Regions from separate parts of the Ovis aries genome. Here region 2 is linked to region 1. The links are chromatin contacts, called in public Hi-C maps. All regions are on one chromosome and are shown on one strand. The core of a region is the stretch at or near the end of the contact, and the rest is flanking DNA. Distances in the headings are between cores, read along the strand shown. Region 1 has its middle 20 kb from the start of B4GALT5. Region 2 holds the start of SLC9A8 (solute carrier family 9 member A8).

Region 1 (6,904 bases), core at 1,218-3,717:
AAGCGATATTTATATACATTACATGATGGTTGTTAAGATCACCGACTCTGGAATCAGACTTTCTTGAGCTCAAGTCCTGACTCTACTTTTACTAACCGTAAATAGCATATGTGCATGCTCAATCGTGTCTGACTCTTTGCATCCCCATGGGCTGGAGCCTGCCAAGTTCCTCTGTCCACTGGATTCCCCAGCCAAGAATACTGGAGTGGGTTGCTCTTTCCTTCTCCAGGGGATCTTCCTGACCCAGGGATCGAACCCTTGTTCCCTGTTTCTTCTGCATTGGTAGGTGAATTATTTTACCACTGAGCCACCTGGGAGGCCCCTTTCTAATCGTATACTCTTAAGTCAATTTACTTGACCGCTATGAGCTTCACTTTCCTCTTCTGTAAAATGGTTATAACAATGGTTCCCCACCCCAGAGCAGAGGGTGCCTAGAAATATCACTGGGTATAAGCAAATGTGGGCTCTGGAATTAGATTCTATGGTGAAGCTTCTAGCCTTGCTGTTTAATTTCTCTTCTTTCCCCATCTGTAAAATGGGCCTAAAAATAGGATTATAGTGATCAGTGAATACATGCATATAAGTACAGCGCTTTGGACAAGGCTTGGCACAGAGCAAGGACTTAATAAATGTTAGCTATGGATGGGGAGGGTCCTGGTTCCTCCTCAAGGACATACTCACATGACAATCTGGTATGTATCTCTGAGTTTTTCTACACTAACTAAAGCCCCCATCATGATGCAGAATGACAACTTCAGGCTGAGCACAAGCCCTGGACCCCACATTGGTTGGAACCAGAAAGCTGACGATTGAGATTCTTAGAACACCATCCTGTTACCTCACCACCAACCAATCAGAGGAAGATCACACATCCTGCAGACCACCTCTCAAATTTTGCTTATAAACATTCTTCCCCAAAACCCACAGGGGAGTTCAGGCCTTTTGAGCATGGGCCACCTGTCTTCCTTGCACGGCTCTTGCAACAAACCTTTCTCAGCTCCGGAAAAAAAAAATTTTTTTCTAAAATACCACTATTATTATACCTGCTAAAGTCTTATGGGGCTTCCCAGGCGGCACTTGTGGTAAAGAACACGCTCACTAATGTAGGAGATATAAGAGACAAGGGTTCGATTGCTGGGTCAGAATCCCATGGATAGAGAGCCTGGCAGGCTACAGTCCACAGGGTTGCAGAGAGTTGGACAACTTAGCATGCATGCACAGTCACCTGTATCGACTTTTTACATATTCTAAGTGTTCCCCTCGGTGTGATCATTGTTAATGTTCTGGAGCACTTACATGTGCCAAATACTGTGTTTAACTCTGTGCTGAGCCTGCTGCCTGTTTGCTTGTTTTCCTAGATGGGAGATTTATAGTTTGATTCTCCAGTGACATATTTATAGTTGAATATAAATTAAAAGCCTGCTTGCACACCAAAGCCGGGTCCTTTGGGAGGACATCACCTGTTTTTGTACACCTCTAGGGCTAAGATTTCCTTTTTTTTTTTTTTTTTGAGCTAAGGTTTCTTTATACATTTTTTAATGGTTTACAAAACTCAAAAGCTGAAAGTTCCCTGGTGGCATAGTGGTTAGGATTCCAGGCTTTCACTGCTGTGACTCAGGGTTCAATCCCTGGTTGGGAAACTGAGATCCGATAAGCTGATCAGTGTGGTCAAAAAGAGTAAAAAGCCAAACAACATTTTGTGCCACGTGAAAATGATATGAAATTCAAATTTCAGTATACAAAAATAAAGTTTTATTGGCACACAGCTGTATCTGTTTGTTTTCTTGCTGCCTATGGTTGCCTTAGCCTCCGATGGCAGAGTTGAGCAGTTATGGCAGAGACTGTGTGGCCCTCAGATATTTACCAAGTGATTTTTATCTAAAACTTTGGTGGACCTCAGTCATATTTGGGTCTTATAACATTTTTATCTCCTTTGTAGCAATCCCATTTGAACCTGTTCTCCTGTTTTTATTTTCTTTCCAATAAGGAGACGACTCAGAGGTTATGCCTGGCCCAGGGTCATTCCCCAGTTCATCCTGATACTCAGGTATCCTGGCTTCTGAGTTCAGGGGCTGCCCAACGTGCTAGAGTAGACCCTGATGCTGGGAAAGATGGAAGGCAGGAGGAGAAGGGGACGACAGAGGACGAGATGGTAGGATGGCATCACCGATTGAATGGTGAGTTTGAGCAAGCTCTGGGAGACGGTGAAGGACAGGGAAGCTGGGCATGCTGCAGTCCATGGGGTCGCAGAGAGTCAGACATGACTGAGTGACTGAACGACCACACTGGGCTAGAGCTCTGCTCCTTAGATGTGCCGGAGACTCGCCCTGGAAATCCCCCAGCCGCTGGCCCGCCAGATGGGTTTCAGCAAAGGCAGGACCAGCAGCGTCTGCTGGTCTAGAGAGTGCAGCGTCTCCTCAGATGGCCCCGCGGGGCGCCTCGCCAGGCCCTTTCTTCCTCTGCAGCCCGGCCTGGCGCACACAGGCTGCTCTGTGAGGCTGTGGGCAGGCGGCCTCTGTCTCCAGCAGTGTTCAGTTACCCCAGTGACATTCAATTGTTCCTGGGAGAGGAGGCCCGCGTTTGGCAGCTCCTAGACCTGGATTCCAGGAAACCTCTGCCTGACTCCTATTCTGCTTGTTTCCAATCAGCAAGTCGGCCTGTATCGCTTTCCACTGGTTGCGTAAGTCTGCCTGCCACTCTCTCCGCCTCTCTCTTGCTCTCATCTTTATGTCATCCAGCTCACTGCTGGTTGGGGAGGAAGGCCTGGGACCTCTCAGGGAAGGGGGCAAGATGCGGGCGTGTCACCTGGAGCTCACTGCTGGGGACACACCCGCAGCCCAAATAACAGATCCGAACGGCCGCCTGGCCGAGCCCTCAAGTTTCCAGGGCTGCATGTCTCACGCAGGCTCTCCGCTCTGAAAAGAGACCACGGAGGCGGCAGTTCAGGCCTGCAGGTGCCTGGCCCGCGTCTGTGTGTACACTGATGCATACCCTCCTCACAGCAGTTTGGCAGGAGCTTGGAAAACCAAAGTTGAACACACAACTCACCCAGGTTCAAATTCTGGCAGTGCCACTTACTGACTGTGTGCCTCTGGGCAAGCTGCTGAGCCTCTCTGTGCCTCAGTTTCTGTATCTGTACTATGGGGATAATAATAAAACCTCCCTTTTTAGATTGGGATAAGAATTGAATCATTTAACGCATGTACAGGGCTTAGCACAATGCCTTGTACATACTAAAGGCTCAATAAATGCAAGTGATTTTTACTATAATTACAGTGAAGTGAAGTCACTCAGTCGTGTCCGACTCTTTGCAGCCCGTGGACTGTAGCCCACCAAGCTCCTCCGTCCATGGGATTCTCCAGGCAAGAATTCTGGAGTGGGTTGCCATTAACTATTATTATTTTAAAATGTTTTATTGGAGTATAGTTGCTTTACAATGTTGTGTTCATTTCTGCTGTACCACAAAGTGATTCAGCCGCCATGTATACATATTCCTCTTTTCTTTGGATTTCCTTCCCGTTTAGGTTTCCTGTGAGCAATGAGATTCCTATGCTATACAGAAGGTTCTCATTAGTTACCTATTTCAAATAGCTATTATTATTGATATTCACCAGACAGCAAAGGTCACATTTGTGCCCTAGGAGATAGAAATGATAGCATTTATTGAAGCACTATTTTTAATAATGGCAAATGGGAAGCCGTCTAAATACCTCTCAGTAGGGAATGACTAAACAAGTTATGGTAGACCCACACTGTGGATTTCTGAGCAGCAGTTCAAAAGAAAGGGGCAGATTTATACAGCCTGATGTGAAAAGACTTCCAAAATATAATCTTCAGTGACAAAAAGCAAGAAGCCAAAGGACACACAAACAGGAACATAGATGCAAAGCACAAATATGCAAGACAGTCTGTGGGTAACATAAATATGTAAATACACAGGGGAAAATGTCTGAGATAGCGCCGTCTGAGATGGTTGTCAGTAGCCAGACGTAGCTATTTACATTTAAATATAAGTTCATTTTACAAGTTTAATTAAAATTAAATAAACAATTCAGTGTCTCCATGGCATCAGCCACATACAGGTGCTTAGTAAGTCACCTGTGGCCAGTGGCTAATATATTGGACACTGTGGACACTGACTGGCTCATCAGTGTAGAACATTCTATTGGATGGTGCTGGTCTAGATGGGTGAAAAAGCCAAACTGATAATAGCGGTTGCCTTTTGAGGAGGAGGCAAGGGTCTCGTTTGTTCTTCTGTTTATTTACTTTATTTTTGGACTGCGACACACCACATGTGGGACCTCAGCTCCCTGACCAGGCATTGAACCTGCATCCGCTATACTGCAAGCAGGGAGTCTTAGCTACCGGACCGACTGCCAGGGAACAGTGTTTATCGAGCACCGACTGTACCCGCACTACACCCAGACCACAGCTAGGAGTAGAGCAGATCAAACTACTTGCCCTCTTGCTTTCCAGTGGGTGATATGTCGAGTGGAAACTGAGGCTTCGATGAAAAATAGAGCAGGTGCCTGGATAAAGAATGTTGGCAGACGGCACGGGTTGTTAAGACACTTTTTACATTCACCTGAATTTTTTAAAAATGAGGAGACTGCCTTACTTGTGTAATTAAAAATTTATAAAAGGAAACCAAAGTACCTCAGCCCTGGAGAGAAGAAACCTGGGTACCTGCCCCAGTTCCGTCCCTAACCCTTTCACCGTGTGCCTAGTGGCTTAAGCTTTCTGGGCCCCCGTTTGTCTATCCTGATGTGCCTTAGATAAAACCTCCGAGGCCCCACCCCCAGCCCCTCCATCCTGTAGTTGATGTTTCCGCCAGTCTTTTCATCTGTCCAGGAAACCCATGGATCACTGGAGTCCTTTGGAAGTGTTAACACGTAAAGACTCTGCAGGAAGCTGTTGCAAGAATCACAACAACCCAAGAAGGAAAAGGAGGAGAATAGGAAGGAGGGGGCAGAGGAGCAGGACTGGGGAGGTGGGGAGACCACTTGCAGTCAGCAGAGGCTTGGACCTCCAGCAAACTTAGCCTGAGAGCTGCTTCAGCACACCCAGGTTAAATCCACACAGAGTTCTTGTTAGAGTCGTGTAGACAGACACTTCATAATCAAAGCTAGTATCTACTGAGACTGACCATGCTGCAGGCAGGCTTTCCATGGATTAGCTCATTTCATTCTCACGATAGCTTTATTGAGGTCAGTGTAATTTATCAACCTCACTTTACAGATGAAAAAACTGAGGTTCCAACAAACTAAATAATACCCAATCGTTAGGCGGAGAGGCTGGACTTTTCAACCCAGATGTGTTAACCACCATGTTTCAGCACCTGTGGCTTATAGTCAGCTAGAACGCGAAGCAGAAGTGAAGGCTTTTGCTTTTTAAAAGCAGTCCGTGCATGTATCCTGGGCCCATAGACCAAGCAGAGGTTAATTCTGATTGAGGGTGTTGGGTCTTGCTTCTGCCCTTGCCGGCCACTCCCCAGCAGCCAAAGGAAACCTCAGTCAGATGCTGACCCTCTGCACAAAGACTGTCCCGGCTCCCAGCTCACTCAGAGTAAAATGCTTTTCATGATCAGCAGGGTCTTCTGCGATGGCCCCCAGCCCACATTGCTTCTGGTAGCCGTCACTTGCTTCCCTCACTCCCCTCCAGCCACACAGGCTGCATCCTTGCTGTTCCCACTGGCAGCTGGGTCCCTTCCCTGGGCTTCCGTGGGAGCTGTAACCTCCCAGGACTTCCCGGAGGAGGTGCGCTCTGAGCTGAGCCTGGCAGGGTGTGTGGGTGTATGTTAGCTTCAGAGAGTGGGAAAAGAGGGGAGGTTTTCAGAGAAAAGGGAGTGTGGGGGGGATGGAGAGAGAAAGACGGAGAGAGAGAGGCTCATGCAAGAGACATAGAGAAAACCGGTGAGGTCCACCTTCCTGAGAAAAGAAACTGAGTGGAAAGCGGTGAGGAGGACTGAGAGGCAGGCAGGGCCAGGCCATGCCGGACTTGTCAAAGAGTATTCACATTCTCTCTCGAGGGTGCCTGGGAGTTATGGGAGAGTTTGAGCAGTGGAAGGACACATTCGAATTGGCTTTTCCGCCGCTCACTCAGTCCTTCCTGGGAGCTCTTTGCAGCTCATGACGTACCATCTGGTGGGGTTCCAGGTGACTCTCTGTTCCACCTCTGTCAGTAACTCTAACTATATATATAGTTTAAAATTATGTCTTTTTCCCTCCTGAGGAATGTGTTTGGGTGCATATTAATTTTTGTTTGTTTTGTTTAAGTGCAGTTTTAGGTAAAGAACAAAATTGGAAGGGAGGTACAGATTTACATAAACTCCCCCACCCTACCCCCCCGACATTCGTAGGCTTGCACACTGTCAACATCACTGGCCAGAAAGGCGCATTTGTTTTTCTTTTTAATCAATGATGAACCTTCATGGCCACTTCATAATCACCCGAAGGCTACCCGAAGGTTTACCTTAGGCCTGTATGTTTGCTCTTATTGCAGATCCTATGGGTTGGGAGAAATGTGCAATGATGTATGCGTGCGTGCCAAGTCACTTCAGTTGTGACAGACTCTGTGCGACCCTAGGGACTGTAGCCCATCAGGCTCCTCTGACCAGGGGGATTCTCCAGGCAAGGATACTGGAGTGGGTTGCCATGTCCTCCTCCAAGGGATCTTCCTGACTCAGGGATGGAATCCGCGTCTCTTGCGTCTCCTGCCTTGCAGGCAGATTCATTCCTACTGAGTCATCGGGGAAACCCTCTTGTCTCCATAGCTTTGCGTTTTCCAGAATGTCATATAGCTGACATCATACAGTATGTGGCCCTTTCAAATTTGTTCCTTTCACTGCGTAATGTGCATTTAAGGTTTCCACCCTTTGGCTCTTATGACCATTTATGTACAGGTT
Region 2 (6,904 bases), core at 1,436-3,935, 64 kb before region 1:
AAGCCATGACCACAGTTATCGGGAACAACAGAGGTTAAAGAAAATAGTGTGCGAACACGAGGGGGTCTGGTCTTCCACTCACAGCAAAACTCTTAACTAAGTGAACGTTTACATGGAAGCTGAATGGACACAAGAGACAAAACGCAGCTCTGGTCAGAAAGTCAGATGCTTTGCCGTGTGACCCCCGACCCCCAGCCACACCGTCACACAGACACACACAGAGACTCATGAGCAGAATCTGAAATACACTGAACTAGAAGATGTTCAAGGTTCTTTCCAGATCAAGAATTCTCTGTCTTTGTTTCAAAGGACATCTATGATAAAGACGTTCTTCAGAATGACTAAGCTCAATGATTTTATAAAGAAAGAGGACTATGAGACGAAACAGTTATAGCATCATGAACTGATCAGTGACCCTCCGTGTATGAACTGAAAGTCAAATGAGAGGCAGACTTGACAAAGTCAACAGTAGCTGACCCGGGTTTGACCATACAGATAGCACACACAGACGCTCAAAATGCCAGGGGATGGTGTTTCCGAGAACATTCCCCGAAGACCTGCATTCACCTAGGACGAGGAGGCTGAAGAAAATGGTCATGCCGCTTGACTGCTCTTCCTGCTGAGCTTGCTCCCCTGTCTGCACCGGGAGGATGGGCTTGGCAGGGGTCGGGAGCACCAGTTTCGTAGTGACCACCAGGGTGGTGTGCAGGGTGACATTGAAACCTTCATGAGTTGTGTTGGGGAACCTGTTGGAGAACATAAAAAGCAGCTGAATTAGACAAAGGAAAGAGGGCCCTGAGTTATCAACACATACACAAACCAGAAAGAGAACTTTGGCCTGGAGCTCTACGGCATTCACAAGGCTTGCAACCAAGAGGCAAGCCTTGGAGAGAAACTGGTTAGGAAGATTCCTGCCTGCTGCTGCACGAGGGTACAGGTGGCCTCAGGTGCACTGAACACAACCACTTAGAGGTCAGGGACAAGGGGGAGTCAGGGCCAGTGTAGAACCAAATGCTGCCTTAACGGGGATTTAAGGACTGAGCACAGCACAAAGGGAGGCAAACTGGAGTCTCATCACATTCCAAGTTCGAACATCATTTACTAACCACCTTTACTTCTCCAGTTTACATTCTTTTCCTTAGATCGAATGTGCAAGAAGCCACAGATTTTACTCAATTGTTGATTAAGTCTGAATGCCCTACCCTGCTTTACAACCTCAGTTCAATGGCCCCAAAATAATCCCCTCTGTAACACCCCCACTCCACCCCACCACTATGTTCCTCACAGCTATCTCCTCACATTGTGTTGGGATTGTAAACTAGTGTGATAATGACATAATAACCATTGCAGCTGTGATTGTAACAACTGATGTTTTTTGAGTACAGCCTCATTCTGGGGACCAGGTAACATACAAACCTGCATTTAACACGCATAACAAGCCTGAGGTGGACACTGCTACTTTCTCTTTTTTACCTGTGAATAACAGGCTCAGAGACCCTTTTGTTACGCCTGCTGGCTTAATGTGGCTAGTATCTCAGTAAGTCGGTGGCAGAATCAAGCCAAATTTGAATCCAAACTTGAAATCACTGAGCCATACCACCTCTTTTCCTTTGTGCTGCTGAGGCCCAGTTTAGTGTCTGTGACAGCCAAGATGGTCAGTAAGTAAGCTAACTGAACGAAATGACCCTAGGCTAAAAGACATATAGAAAAGTTGTCAGGCGAGGGAGTAAAATTTCAACTGTTGGTTTGGTTCCTTGTTAATTTTCATACACTCCTTCCACGAAGACGGGCTTCTATAACATGCAGCAGACTGTGCCGGGCAGGTATGCAGAAAAGACTAAGAGTGGTCCTTCCTGAGGCAACTGAAGGACGGAGACACCTCACTCCCTTTATCTTACACGGCCAGCTCCCTTGCTCTCTACACTCCAGCCTTCCTTTTTTTCTGTCCTTAGTGTCAAAAGGCACTAAGCTCTTTCTTGCACCTGTCTTCCCTCTCCTATTCCTCCTTTTGGCCTCTAAGGCTTCATCCGGCACGTCACCTGCTCCTGAGAAGCCTCCTCCACCCCAGTACCATTCCGCTTCCTTCAGAACACTGAAATTATCTTGTCTATTTACGGTCTTCTCTTTCCACTAGAACGAAAGCTCCTTGAGAAGGGCTCCGGGTCGGTCTCCCTCTCTACCATGTGACCAGGGCCTGATCGACAGTAGATGGCCACCAGTTTAATGAATAAATGGATTTCATTGAAGGAAACAAGAAAACATGATCGTTACAACGGAGGAGGGGACTGGCTACGTAAGGGGGAGGGGGGGGAGGACTTTCTGGAGGCGGCGGAGCGCTGCGTAATCAGCAGATGACCGAAAAATGGGAAAGTGAAATCTGGGCTGCGGTTTCCGCAAGGCAGCTTCCGAGATCTACGACCAACGGCCGATACCTAGCCAGAGGGTCCAACCTCAAGGGGGCTGCGCGGCCCAGGCCCGCCCCTCCCCCGGCTCGCAGGCGCCAGCACGGTCAGTCCCGGCCAACCGGCGCGAGGAGCTCCGCCTTCTGGGGCCGGAGGGCGGCCTGAAGGGCTCGCTGTCACCCGACCGGGCCCAGCCCTGCCGCCTCAGCCGCCCAGGAAAAAAAGCCCACTCACTCCTCTTCCGCCATCTTCTCCCCAATCCCGCGGAGCCTCCGAGACCACCGAGCGCGGGGCTAGCAGGGCCCGCTTTTGCTTCCGGCTTCCGCTGGAGGCGCGGGCGGGCCGACCGGCAGCGGGGCGGAGTCTCGGCTGCGCGAGGCCGGCATTTCTGTCCCTTCGTCTCTATGGCCGGAGGGTGGGAGGATGCGCGTGGGAGGACCCCGGGGAACTTTCAGGGTGTGTGGCCGCACTTCTTTTGGCCCCTCTGGCCCTGCGAAGTTCCGGCTGTTCCCTTCCACAGGGTTGGGACGTTTTGGGGAAACTCCTGAGTTGACTGTGACTCATCCTGAAAGCGCGCCCTTTCCTCCCGGTGTCCAGGAATTGACCATAGTTAAAGTGGGACGGAAGCTTCTAGAGTAAGCTTAGCAGAGGGACCCCACGGGTATACCCCCCCAGTCTCAGTTTTCCCCAGCCCAAAAGAGGACTAGCCACCTGGGTTTTGCAGAATTGTGCAGTATTCTATCTGTAAACATATATTGAGTTCTGACTGTATTCCTATCTTTAAAATAGAGGATGATGATCTTAAGAATGAATCCTCCATTCATTTGTTCATTGTCTCAACAAATAATCAGACGCCTATACGTGGTTCCAGGTGGCTCAGTGATAAAGAATCCGCCTGCCAATGCAGGAGACACAAGAGACACAGGTTTGATCACTGGGTGGGGAATATCACCTGGAGAAGGAAAGGGCAATATTCTTGCCTGGAGAATCCCATGGACAGAGGAGGCTGGTGAGCTACAGTCCATGAGGGTCGCGAAGGGTCAGACAGGACTGAGCATGCAGGCGCGTGGTTAGTGTCCTGGTCTGTGTGGGTTATTAAAGAATTTCCAGACACCAGGCAGAATGAAAGGAGAATAAAGTTTATTTCCAAGGCCCCCCTTGGTTTTGTTTTTTTTTTTTTTTTTCTGTTCTTTTGTCCTTGGGAAACCACAGTTAGCAGTGATCTGTGGGGTTGGGGAAACAGGAAAGAACAAAGTGAAGTTGGAGGGGTAGGAAGGCCCCCACCTGGAGAGCTGGTACCTTCTTGTGAGGCCTTTGGCTTTGATGCCAGCTCTGCGGCTACTTCCCTCCCTGGTGGAAACCATCGTAGCTCGGCAGCTGTGATAGCTGTTTAAACCCTTTTTCTGACTCTGCTATTCTTCCTTAAGCTTTTCCCACAGCGGAGGAACTAAACACACACAACAGAGGCCCCAGTGAACCTTTTAAACTTCAGTCACTGCCCTGCTTAAGCCAGGTACCCTGGCTTCCAGTCTCAGTCAGAGGGAAAAAAAAGGTGGAGAAGCTCCAGGACTCAACCCTGCCCCCTCTGCCTTGTGAGGTCAGTCCCCTCCCTCCTACTCACATTTTCCGCTGTGGTCACAGTGACTTCCTTGGGGGCACCTGAAACACACCAGGATCAATTGTACCTCTGCACTGGCCAGGCCCTTGGTCAAGAATCCTCAGCCCTGGGACTTCCCTGGGGGCCCAGTGGCTAAGACTGCGCTCTCACCGCGGGCAGCTGGGGTTCCAGCCCTGGTGAGAGAGCTGCGTCCCACATGCTGCAGCTGAGACCTGGTGCAGCCAAATCAATAAAGCCTTTTAAGAAAGAATACTCAGCTCCTACTTGCTTCTTGACACCCACCTTTCCCACTTTCTGTTTACCTTTCTCTTGTCCAATATGCCTTCCCTGACCAACCTGTCTAAAATCCAAGTGCTCTTCCCTTCTCTGCATTCTTCTCCTCCATAACCCTGAACATATTATATGTTTTACTTAAATGTTCAGTTATTGTTCTTCTCTCCATGAGAACATAAACTTCTGAATGGCAAAGTTTTGTTCTCTTTTAAGTACCTAGACTAGTACCTGGCATAAAGTAGCAACTAGAGAGAAAGATGACCTTGAGACTTCCCTGATCCTCCAGTGGTTATGACTCTGCACTTCCAATGCAGGGGCCGAGAGTTTGATCCCTGCTCAGGGAACTAAGATCCCACATGTATTGGCGTAGCCAAAAGTAATTTAATTTAATTTAAAAATGAACAAATAATCCATTTTGAGTTTATTTTTGGGTATGGTGTTAAAGAGTGTTCTAATTTCATTCTCAGAATAGGAGAAAATATTTGCAAATGAAGCAACCAACCAGGGATTAATCTCCAAAATATACAAATGGCTTATGCAGCTTAATATTTTAAAAAAAAAAGCAAAACACATAACCAAATCAAAAAATGGGCAGAAGTTCTAACGGAGACGTTGTTGTTCAGTCTATTTGTCATGTCTGACTCTGCAACCCAATGGACTGCAGCATGCCAGGCTTCCCTGTCCTTCACCATCTCCCAGAGTTTGTTCAAACTCATGTCCATTAAGTCAGTGATGCTATCCAACCATTTCATCCTCTGTCGCCCCCTTTTCCTGCTTCAGTCTTTCCCAGCATATGGGTGTTTTCCAAAGAGTCGGTTCTTCGCATCAGGTGGCCAAAGCATTGGAGCTTCAGCTTCATCATTAGTCCTTCTAATAAATATTCAGGACATAAAGATGGCCAAAAGAAAACATACGGATGACCAAAAAGTGCATGTTCAACATCATTAAAGGTTCAGTTCAGTTCAGTTGCTCAGTCCTCTCCGACTCTTTGTGACCCCATGAATCGTAGCACACCAGGCCTCCCTGTCCATCATCCACTCCTGGAGTTTACCCAAACTCATGTCCATCGAGTCAGTGATGCCATCCAGCCATCTCATCCTCTGTCATCCCCTTCTCCTCCTGCCCCCAATCTCTCCCAGCATCAGGGTCTTTTCCAATGAGTCAACTCTTCACATGAGGTGGCCAAAGTATTGGAGTTTCAGCTTCAGCATCAGTCCTTCCAATGAACACCCAGGACTGATCTCCTTTAGGATGGACTGGTTGGATCTCCTTGCAGTCCAAGGGACTCTCAAGAGTCTTCTCCAACACCACAGTTCAAAAGCATCAATTCTTCGGTGCTCAGCTTTCTTCACAGTCCAACTCTCACATCCATACATGACCACTGGAAAAACCATAGCCTTGACTAGATGGACCTTAGTCGGCAAAGTAATGTCTCTGCTTTTCAATATGCTATCTAGGTTGGTCATAACTTTCCTTTCAAGGAGTAAGCATCTTTTAATTTCATGGCTGCAGTCACCATCTGCAGTGATTTTGGAGCCCCCCAAAATAAAGTCTGACACTATTTCCACTGTTTCCCCATCTATTTCCCATGAAGTGATGGGACCGGATGCCATGATCTTCGTTTTCTGAATGTTGAGCTTTAAGCCAACTGTTTCATTCTCCTCTTTCACTTTCATCAAGAGGCTTTTTAGTTCCTCTTCACTTTCTGTCATAAGGGTGGTGTCATCTGCATATCTGAGCTTATTGATATTTCTCCTGGCAATCTTAATTCCAGCTTGTGCTTCTTCTTCCAGTCCAGTGTTTCTCATGATGTACTCTGTGTATAAGTTAAATAAGCAGGGTGACAATATACAGCTTTGACGTACTCCTTTTCCCATTTGGAACCAGTCTGTTGTTCCATGTCCAGTTCTAACTGTTGCTTCCTGACCTGCATATAGGTTTCTCATGAGGCAGGTCAGGTGGTCTGTATTCCCATCTCTCTCAGAATTTTCCACAGTTTATTGTGATCCACACAGTCAAAGACTTTGGCATAGTCAATAAAGCAGAAATAGATGTTTTTCTGGAACTCTCTTGCTTTTTCCATGATCCAGTGGATGTTGGCAATTTGATCTCTGGTTCCTCTGCCTTTTCTAAAACCAGCTTGAACATCTGGAAGTTCACGGTTCACGTATTGCTGAAGCCTGGCTTAGAGAATTTTGAGCATTACTTCAATAGTGTGTGAGATGAGTGCAATTGTGTGGTAGTTTGAGCATTCTTTGGCATTTCCTTTTTTGGGGATTGGAATGAATTAAAGATTAGAGAAAAGCAAATCAAAACTACAGTGAGGCGTTACCATGTGCTATAAAAATGGCCATCATCAAAAAATCTACAAACAATAAATGTTGGAGACAGTGCGGAGAAAAGGGAACCCTCTTACTCTCTTCATGGGAATGTAAATTGGTACACCCACTATACTAAAAATAGAACTACTGTATGACACAGCCATTCCTGGTCATATACCCAGAGAAAACCACAGTTCCGAAAAGATGCATGCACCCGATGTTCACTTATTATTTACAATAACCAGGACATAGAAACAAACTAAATGTCCATCAGTGGAGGAATGGATAAA

The links. A called contact is a pair of places that touch in the nucleus more often than the background predicts.
Region 2: a contact with region 1 is called in a Hi-C map of tail adipose tissue, with 1.9 times the contacts expected there. The contact joins the promoter of SLC9A8 here to the enhancer-like site in region 1. A contact is called at or near these places in 2 of 16 Hi-C or Micro-C datasets (both in tail adipose tissue).

Annotation. Positions count from the first base shown.
Region 1 is chr13:77,855,239-77,862,142 of ARS-UI_Ramb_v3.0, reverse strand. No RefSeq gene overlaps it. Among named protein-coding and RNA genes, the nearest start is that of B4GALT5, 20 kb to the right of the region's middle. Within about 2 kb of position 2,467, at least 28 of the 54 cell types and tissues checked have an H3K27ac peak or open chromatin away from gene starts, as enhancers often do. A contact at or near this core is called in tail adipose tissue, where this site is marked.
Region 2 is chr13:77,918,968-77,925,871 of ARS-UI_Ramb_v3.0, reverse strand. SLC9A8 (solute carrier family 9 member A8) reads right to left here and starts at 2,685. Exons shown (of 16, transcript XM_012189330.5): 1 at 2,637-2,685; 2 at 568-746. The coding sequence starts at 2,650.